3 separate regions of the Mus musculus genome follow, and all the other regions are linked to region 1. A link is a contact called in public Hi-C data. All regions are on one chromosome and are shown on one strand. The core of a region is the stretch at or near the end of the contact, and the rest is flanking DNA. Distances in the headings are between cores, read along the strand shown.

The links. A called contact is a pair of places that touch in the nucleus more often than the background predicts.
Region 2: a Hi-C map of Sertoli cells shows a contact between it and region 1, with 1.5 times the contacts expected there. The contact joins the enhancer-like site here to the promoter of Ctsb in region 1. A contact is called at or near these places in 2 of 484 Hi-C or Micro-C datasets (Sertoli cells and nephron progenitors), 1 of 115 datasets of contacts at active chromatin or transcription factors (extraembryonic endoderm stem cells) and 1 of 9 other capture datasets (pancreatic islet).
Region 3: a Hi-C map of the MNK3 cell line shows a contact between it and region 1, with 4 times the contacts expected there. The contact joins the enhancer-like site here to the promoter of Ctsb in region 1. A contact is called at or near these places in 6 of 39 promoter capture datasets (the C10 cell line, embryonic stem cells, hippocampal neurons and 2 more), 4 of 484 Hi-C or Micro-C datasets (the MNK3 cell line, embryonic stem cells, extraembryonic endoderm stem cells and 1 more), 9 of 115 datasets of contacts at active chromatin or transcription factors (T-cell acute lymphoblastic leukemia, bone marrow-derived dendritic cells, craniofacial prominence and 5 more) and 4 of 9 other capture datasets (embryonic stem cells, embryonic trunk, liver and 1 more).

What each region holds. Positions count from the first base shown.
Region 1 is chr14:63,121,118-63,124,035 of GRCm38.p6, reverse strand. Ctsb (cathepsin B) reads right to left here and starts at 1,574. Exons shown (of 10, transcript NM_007798.3): 1 at 1,471-1,574.
Region 2 is chr14:63,320,376-63,323,435 of GRCm38.p6, reverse strand. It overlaps Gm4151. Among named protein-coding and RNA genes, the nearest start is that of Gm36165, 37 kb to the left of the region's middle. Within about 2 kb of position 1,340, at least 12 of the 459 cell types and tissues checked have an H3K27ac peak or open chromatin away from gene starts, as enhancers often do. A contact at or near this core is called in Sertoli cells, where this site is marked.
Region 3 is chr14:63,376,310-63,379,134 of GRCm38.p6, reverse strand. Blk (B lymphoid kinase) reads left to right here. Exons shown (of 13, transcript NM_007549.2): 10 at 591-667. Among named protein-coding and RNA genes, the nearest start is that of Gm46458, 6.6 kb to the right of the region's middle. Within about 2 kb of position 1,569, at least 40 of the 459 cell types and tissues checked have an H3K27ac peak or open chromatin away from gene starts, as enhancers often do. A contact at or near this core is called in the MNK3 cell line and pro-B cells, where this site is marked.

The DNA.
Region 1 (2,918 bases), core at 325-2,824:
ACCTCCAGGGAACAGTTTCAACCTGGAGCCAAGAGCGCCAACCCTCCACTGCCTGACTAGTCTGAAAACATTTAGGCCAACGTCAAGGGGAATGCTGGAAATCTCTGCTGGCACCTGGGCTGGTGAAGCACAGGCGTGGGCCCGGCTCGCCCCACCCCACTAGCAGTCCCGTAGGCCTGGGTCACGTGGCTTTAAAGGAGCAGAGGTCATTTTCCTCCACCTTCTTTTAAGCATGAGTTTTTTTTTTTTTTAAGGAAGGAAGGAGGGATTAAGAAATGAAACCGTTTCCCTCTGTAGTCCCACTGTTGTGGAATCCATTACATAGCCCAGGCTGGTTTCCAATGCACAGCGATTCTCCTGCCTCAGCCTTCCAAGTGCCGTGATTGCCTTGCTCTGGTATGGCTCTGGGGACTCTGGAGTTTTAGGTCACCATGGCCAGAGCCTATGGGAAACAACTGTCCCCTGAACGGCTTCGAACAAAGATGACACCTTCACCAACATTTTGCAAATGCTACTCTGAATCCGGGGACTGCAGACCATACCTCCACAGCAGTCCCTCACAGGAAGCACCTGGAGATCAGTCTTCCCGAGACACTAAAAGGAGTTAAACTTCCCTTTCAATCCCACAATTTATCTCCCTTCCCAAACACGTGAGGGGATCTGGTTAGGTGGAGGTAAGGTGCGGATGGGTTTTAGTCCTTTACTCTTGGGCCCTAGGGGACCAAGTCCAATTTACCTATCTCTTGGTCCGCACGCCCAGCACTCTGGGAGAGGATGCTATCTCTCCCGGCTAGCAGGGCCCTGACTGAAGGAGGCTGTCCTGCAAGTACCTTTCCTCCATCACATTGGCCATTCCCCTCCAGAGAAAGGTTCTGGGAGAGCCCCTATCCTTTAGCTCTGCTTCTCTTCCTGTTTCTCGGTTTAACTCTTCGTGCAGGTTCCACCCCAGCCACCCACTACCAGGTTCCCATTCTCAATAGAACAGGTCTTTTAGGGTGCCAGGCACTGCGTGGGTTTGTGTGTGGAAAAGTTCCCGGGGCAGATTCTTTAGAATAAGCCACAAACCTGCACTAGATGCAGGTCGATACTCGCCCTGAGCACCCCTGAGACTTGCAATCTGCGAGCTGGAAGGGCCAGAGCTGAACCCTTCCCTTTAAGCTCCTCCCTCGGAGCTCCCCGAAGTCCCCACCTCCGCCCTTGAAGTGCGCCAAGGCCACTGGAAAGAAGCCGATCACCGCGGGGTCACCAGGCTCGGCCCTAAAGCGTGAAAGCTGGAGCTCTGCCGGTCTAGCCTGCGGGAGCCTAAGACCGCGATCCGCCAGGGCGAGCAGCATCTAGGGCCGCGGAGGAACCGCGCCTGCGCCCTGGGCAAGTGAAGGGCCTGTCTCCACCACCGCTGCTCAGCCCGCTCCCCCGACCCCAGCCAAAGTGACTTCCGCCATGGAGCCACTGTGCCCCGGGCAAACTCACCGAGCGCAGCGCGACAGCCTGGGCCTGCAGCCACCAAGCCAAACGGAGCCGCTCCTGGCCTCTCCCGTGCACTCCTAAGTACCCGCGCAGCTCCGCCCTCCGCTGGGGGCTGATTCGTCACGTGATGCTTGACCGCGCCCCCGCCCCTGCCGGCCCCTCCCCCTTCATCCCGGGACTCTGCAAGCTGTGTTAAACCCAAAAGAAACTGGTGGTTTGTCTGCTCTCTTTCCATTTCGCACAGAGATGCTCTCCAGGGACCTCTGCAGGTACCCTGCACTGGGAAGATACAACATCTTCGTGACATGCATTCCTCGGGAAGGCCCCGCTGGCTCGGGGACCTGGAAATGTCTGGAGGAGCCTCCTGGCCTTATATTCTGAAGCTCAGACTATAATGGCGTAGAAATACTCAAACCAAGGGAAGCAACCAAAAACTAGAACTGGGCTGGGATTGTAGCCCAGAAGTAGAGCTCTTACTTACCAAGCCCAAGGCCCTGGGTTCGATCCCTAGTTTAAAAAGAAAGAGAGAAACCAAAACCCCATGAATTTTGTCCAAGGCATGTTATGAAATTCAGAACTCCTGCCAGGCCATATGAACCTCCCCCCATCTTGTGTGGTAAGCTAGCCAGTGAGAAGCTGGCTGACCTAGTTGATCTGACAGGTCATAGCATACCCCCACCCCCACCCCAGGGTCGAGCACCCTCAGATCTCTCCAATCCTTAGGTCTATCCTGTAATATAGGAATGGCCTCATGTCAGCATGGTATCTTGTAGCCAGGCTTGTGACGATAAGAAAGGTTTGGATCTAGTGGATTCCAAGGTTCTATTGGTAGGCTCCCAGTTAAGGACAGGAGTGGAAGTGTAGTTACTGAACCCCAGTTAAGTGGAATACAGGAAGAACTCAGAAAACTTGCGGAAAGGCAGGTCCATGGCCATCTGTCCAAGGCCAGCTGTCCCAGCTGCTGACAACAGGTAGAAACTGGCTGCTTATTTTAGGGTAAAAAGTCCAAACAAAAATGAGCAGCCTTTCTTGGCTAAAAGCCCAAAATGTCCTCTGACATGCCCAGAGCCTGGCCCTTGGCAGGAGCTAGAGATGTTTAAGTGTCTAAGCCAAAAGTGTCTCTGGCTGCCAGGAAGGGGGTCTTCAAGTCTTTTCCACAAAGGAGTGACCTTTCCTGGAAGCCATACTGAGGCTGTGACCCAAACTGAAATGACTTCAACACCTGGAATGAAAACTGGACTGACCAGCTAGCTCAACCTTCTTCCTGCCTCCATCCCACTAAAGGCTACAGTCCTATTAACCCCCAGGCTTTGGGGGGCTCCAGGATGGGATCCGACTCCCTCCAGGGACCCCACGGGCTGCTCAAGACCTTTGCCTTCTTTCTCTCCCTTCAGCTCCCTACAGTCCTTCCCACCTTCCTAAAACTCACCTTCTGTGGTCCATGAATTTCC
Region 2 (3,060 bases), core at 91-2,590, 200 kb before region 1:
CCTGAACCCTCTCTCCACCTGTATGGTGACGCCCACCCTTGCCCAAGTCAAGGAGTCACACAGCTTTGTACATTCTTTTCCCTAAGTCTGAAGTGCTTTGAGGATGTGACTCCCATCTGAGTAAACTTCTCCACCAGATGTGTTCCTTCCCCAAGCCCAGCACCCTACCCGTGGCCAACTAATGTCTTCCCGTTATCTTCCTTCACTACCTCATCAACTATGTGGCCAGCCACACAGCAGTCCTTAGCTCTCAGCCAGTCTCTCCATGAGTATTTACTAAATGTAGGGTGCCAGCTTTTAAAGTTAGAGTTGGAGAAGCAGCTCATCAGTTAAGGGTACTTGCTCCACCACCTTGCGAACTGGGGTTTAGATCTCCTGGCAACCATACAGCAAGATAAGTGGTCCCAGAGATGTCTATAAGCCCATCTCTGATGGGAGCTGAAACAGGAAGATCTCTGGGGCTTACAGAATTTCAGCCTTAGCAAGAAAAATGTAAGCCCTGGATTCAAAGAGAGACCCAGACACAAAGGAATACGCAGAGGTAGAAGGGAATACCTGACATCATGTTCTGGAGTTTGTATGCAGGTACACACACACACACACACTCACACACACACATTCACAGATGTGTGCATACACAAGTAAATAAACACATATTTTTAAAGAATAAACACTGTCATGTGGGAAAAGATTTTCAGTCCTGACCTGGGTGGCTCAATAGTTAAGGAAGCAACAGAGACAGGAACCAGGAGAGTGTCAAGTCCCCCCTATCACCTTCCTCTCTCAACAGGATACCCAAAGGGGGCTGCAGAGGGGATCATTTGATGATCGCACCTCTGGATTTCTAGCTCCAAACTTTGAGAATTAGTTCACACACACACAAACACAGCATGTGTGTTTTAGTCAGAGCCACCAGCCCTGGACCTCATATTACTGAGCTGGGCTGAGTTACATTAAGTCCTAAGAAACCAATGGCCATTTTATAAAGACCTGCTTTGCTTTTCTTGGAAGGCTAAATGGGGGGAGTTTGGCCAGCAGCCAGCAGGTCTTCAGGGAGAGCCAGGCTCTTCTCTACCTTGACTCTGCAAGGTCAGCACTCTGCTCGCAGCCTCCTCCTAGCAGGGCCCTGCTTCCCACCAAAGGACACAGGCCCAGAGGCTGAGAGCTGAGTGCGGGGATGGGGTCTTGGCATCAGAGCCAGCCCAGGTGCAGTGGGGAGGAGAGGTGACCTCAGCAGCCAGCACAGCTCCTTGGCCCCGGTGGGCCATCCTCCCTGACAACAAGGTCACTGTTATCTGCTTCGCGAGCATGCTCACAGGGCCTGGACACCCTCCAAATATGTGCAGGGAGTTTTAGCCTAACCCAAAACTAAAAGGCCTCCTACGCCTAACATTTTCCGAATGCTATAGACTCTAAGCAAGGACAAGAAGAATAAAGGCACTTTGGAGGTACTTCTACAGCCACCACTGTGGCTGTGACCTCGGAGCGTGTGTACATGCATGCCAATGTGTGTGTGACAGTGTCTGAGTGAGTCAGCACGTGCATGTGTCATACATGTGTGTGTGTGTATATATATGTGTGTGTGCCTCGATGTGTCTGTGAACATGTGGCAATGTCTGTATGCATATGTCACTATATCTGTTGGTCTGTGTGCCAGTGAGTCAGTCTGTGTATGTGTGTATCTGTGTCCATGTGTTGGGAAGGATGTAACGAACCTAAGTTCATAGTTGTGAGAATGAGGACATGTGCCTATAATTGCTGTACTTGGGAGGAGGATGAAGGAGGAGCAGACATTCAAGGACATTTAGTTTCAAAGCAAGCTCAAGGTCAGCCTGGGATACAGGAGACTCTATCAGTTTAATTAAACTACAAATGTGAAAGCCTGGCATAGTGGCCCACTCCTATCCTCCCAGCACTCAGGGGTCTGAGGATCCAACAGCCTGCGTCTAGAACCAGCCCAGAGGCTTCAAGTCCCACGTGAAGACTTCTTTCCATTGGTCCTCCATCTTAGTCAGAATCTGGGGTGGGTGTTTTTTGGTTTTGTTTTGCTCTTTTTTAGATTATAATTATATCGTTTTCCCTCTTCCCTTTCCTTGATCCAAACCCTCCTTTCTCCCTTTCAAATCCGTGTCCTCTTTTTTCATTAATAGTTGTTACATGCATATGTGTATATACATGTATATTCCTAAATGTAGCCTGCTCTGTCTGTATAATGTTAGCACATCTGTGCGTGTGTGCAGGGCTCACCATTTGGTATTGGATAACCAATTGGTGTTCTCTTCCCTGGGGAAGACTGTTTCTCTCACTCTGCCTGTAGTTCTTTGTGTAGGGTTGAAGCCCCTACGTGTTTTCCTCAACCCACATTGGCCTGTCTACTGTTGTCCTTGTTCAGTTGCTGCTCAGGCAGTCATGCTACTGAGACTTTATGGGTGTAGATTTTGACATTACTAGGAGACCCAGTTTCTGCAAACTCCCTGATTTGTCTCTTAACAAACTTCCCACACACACACACACCCCTTTATCCAATGTTCCCTGAACCTTAGGTGTGGGAGTTGTTTTGTAACTGTATCCTTGGGCTCCATTGTGGTTTTATTTCTTTTTTTACTTGACTATTTTTACTTACTTTTTTGATATTTTGAGAAAGGGTTTCTTTCTCTGGCTGTCCTGGAACTCACTCAGTCTATAGGTCAGGCTGGCCTCAAACTCACAGATCTGCTTGCCTTTGCTAGGACTAAAGGTGCGTGTTACCACACCCGGCTCTTGGTTATGGGTTTCTGAGTGTAGCGGCTTATGCTTGTCATCCTAGCACTGAGGAGGATGAAGTAGAAGAGGAGGAGTTTAAGGTTCTACAGTGAGACCCTAGGTCAACAAATAAAAACAAACTACAACAATACAAAAAATATCCAACCCCAAAATGTCTACTCAGAAATACCTCAGTTGGGTGGGAGAGAAAATTGGGCAGTAAAAAACATAGTGATCTGGATCAATATTATTGGGGTGTCATGTCTTTTGCTGATAGAGAGAGAGAGATTCCAAAGTGCTGAGTTTGAAGGAGCGGGG
Region 3 (2,825 bases), core at 320-2,819, 260 kb before region 1:
GAGCAGTTGGCCAGGCACCAGACCTGGCTCCGACCTAAGGGACCTCACCCTCCATGGCCCTGACATCACCTTTCCTCCTGTAGGTCCTCAATGTTACCATGCTAATTGTAATAGTTGTTACCAAGAGGGGCGGCATCACCGGCTATGCTGGTAACCTGCCTCCTGGCTGCAGTTTTCAAGAGCACCTCCCAGGCCGTGAGCTCTGTGGAAGAGCCACTTTCATTACTTGCCCCAGCTCTCTCTTCTGGTGTTTTCTTGTTAATGTTTGGTGGGGAGGGTGGGAGAGGGAGTCTGTCTAGGAGGGGAGTAGACTAAGGAAGACACCTGGGAACGTCATGCTGGAAAAGAACACTAGCCTTAGGCCCAGAGCTGGTCTATCCCAGCTCTGCTGACTCAGGAGACCCCAGATGTGCCCCTGAATTTATCTGAGAACTAACTTTTAAAAGTCTGGGAGCTAGTGTTTCCCTGAAGCCTGAGGCACCTCAGCTGTAGGCAGATCACCACCCCTACCTCCTCACATAGACACAGACCACGCAATCAGAGCCAGGCTCCATCCAGTCACTTTGCAGTTGCTGTCTTTCTTCTCCTAGGATGCTTGCTGGATTTTCTGAAGACCGATGAAGGTAGCAGGTTGTCCCTTCCAAGGCTGATTGACATGTCAGCCCAGGTTGGTGAGCTCTGAAGCAGAGCGGGAGCCTGAAGGGGGGGGGCGCCCCACTCTGTGCTTTGTGACTGTACTGAATTCCCTGGTAGGAGGCTGTGCTCAACTGTGAAGGGCAGAAAGCCTGAAGTAGCGACCTCTAAATATATAAACCCCTAGAGAACAGATGAGAGACTTTACTCACTGATGTCCTCTGCCCTGATAGCATGGTAGATGCTGAAGCTTCATCACCCACCCTTGACCCTTAGCCAGCAAGATGATGGTGATAAAAATCCCACCTCCTTTCCTCTAGAGACACATCCCTCCCACTCACCTCAATGAGAGGCTCCCTTGGCTGCAAGGGAGTCTGGGAAATGTAGTTCCAATTCTGGGCCGCCATGATGGAGTAGGGTAGTTCTATTTATTAGGAAGGTAGAGATGGCAGTGGATGTTGGAAAGCTGGAGAATAGGAAAGAATTCTGTTTTGAATGTAGGCAGGTATGCTTTGCTCTGACTTCCTTCTCCAATGCTCTCATCCTGTCCTAAGACCCCCTAAATCTTGGTATTGGCCTGGAACTGACCTCAGCCTGATGAGGCATGAGCCACACAGAATACAAGGCACAAAACTTTCTAGGACCACCTTCTACACACACACACACACACACACACACACACACACACACACACACACACACACACACATCACTGTCCTGGATTATTGGCCTTTGGTTCCCTCTGAATCCATCCATGTGTAGACCTCCCCAGCCTCTGCTAGAAGAGTGCAGAATTGAGATTGGGCAGTATCTTTATCCCCGGGGGGATTTTAGCTGAGGGTTCTAACTGGCAGGAAGACACATCTGGGGGCCCTGAGTATGACTGTTGAAACTGGAACTCTCAGCAAGAAAGCTGTGGTCTGTGGCCAGCCTGCGAGACACACTGTCAACACACAGAGAGCTATAAAGGGGAGCCTTCCCACCCACACTTTAACCCACTTGCCCACTTTAACTTCCGACCCTGTCCCACATTATCTGCAGCTGCTATCAGCCCAGGAACTGAGGTCACAGTGTCTTTTTCCACTGGGGTAGCAGAGATCTGTTGATGCAGCTGTTAGGATGGACACAGAAACTTAACCCTGGCGACTGGCTTTGAGTCAGGCATTGGATGGACAGAAGCTGGTCCGCCTCTGCAGCCACAAGAATGGTGGTCCTATACAGTGCAGACTGCCTTGGATTCTTCCTGTCTGCACATTTCCAACCAGAGTCCCAGGACCAGCCCTTGTCGGAGGCCACGTCTACCAAGACTTTTCTGGACAAGAGGGAGGGGTTGTTGGCTCTGCTCTTGAGCAGTTTGCTGCTCATCAATGGATGAACAAGCCTCATTAATGTCTTTGGGTACAAAGCACCAGGGAGAAGATCTAGAGAGAGTCCTGGCTCCCCTTTGGCTTTGTAGCATCTTTTCTACAGACGCAGATTCGCGTCTTCTATGTTTGTGTAGGTTTTGTTTTTTTTTCCCTAAAGCTGATTCGTACGTGTTAGCTAACAGTGTGAGCATTGCCAGGGCTCCCTAGATAGAAGCTGTTTAGTTAGCCCTGGCTTTCCAACCCGCAGAGTCCCACACTAGCAAATGCATATTGACTGAGTGGTTTCGCAAGGGGATAAATGAGGAGACTCATGCATAAAGCAGGGCCCTGTGGAAACAGATGCAGGACTGGGGCCTGGTGTGCAGCTCAATAGGAGAGAAGTTGATAGTATATGTACCTAAGTTCCTGGGCAAGTAGGATCCATCTAGAAGCTGGCATCCTGCAAGAGCAAGTGAGAGCTGAAGTCACCTTTTCCATCCATCAGTGAGTGACTGAAGACTTAATGGCCTGGTACAGGTGCTTGGGACAGACAAGGCTCCTCTTCAGTGAGAGTCTGCTCCTCTGGAGCACCTGGGGCAGGGGCAGGGGCAGGGGCAGGGGCAGGGGCAGGGGCAGGGCCTCAGCTACAGTCACCTTATTCAACACTGACCCTAACCTTGGGTCCCAGAGATGGCTTCTCGTGCTCTGGGTAATAACTATGACCTCTCAGGGAAGTGACCCAGCCCATTGGACATTGGTGATTCCAAGGCATGGTTGGCTCCTCTGAGAGAAGTGTCCACTGAGGGAGTAGCCCTGCCCTTCCGTGCTATGCCCTGTTCGTCCTTT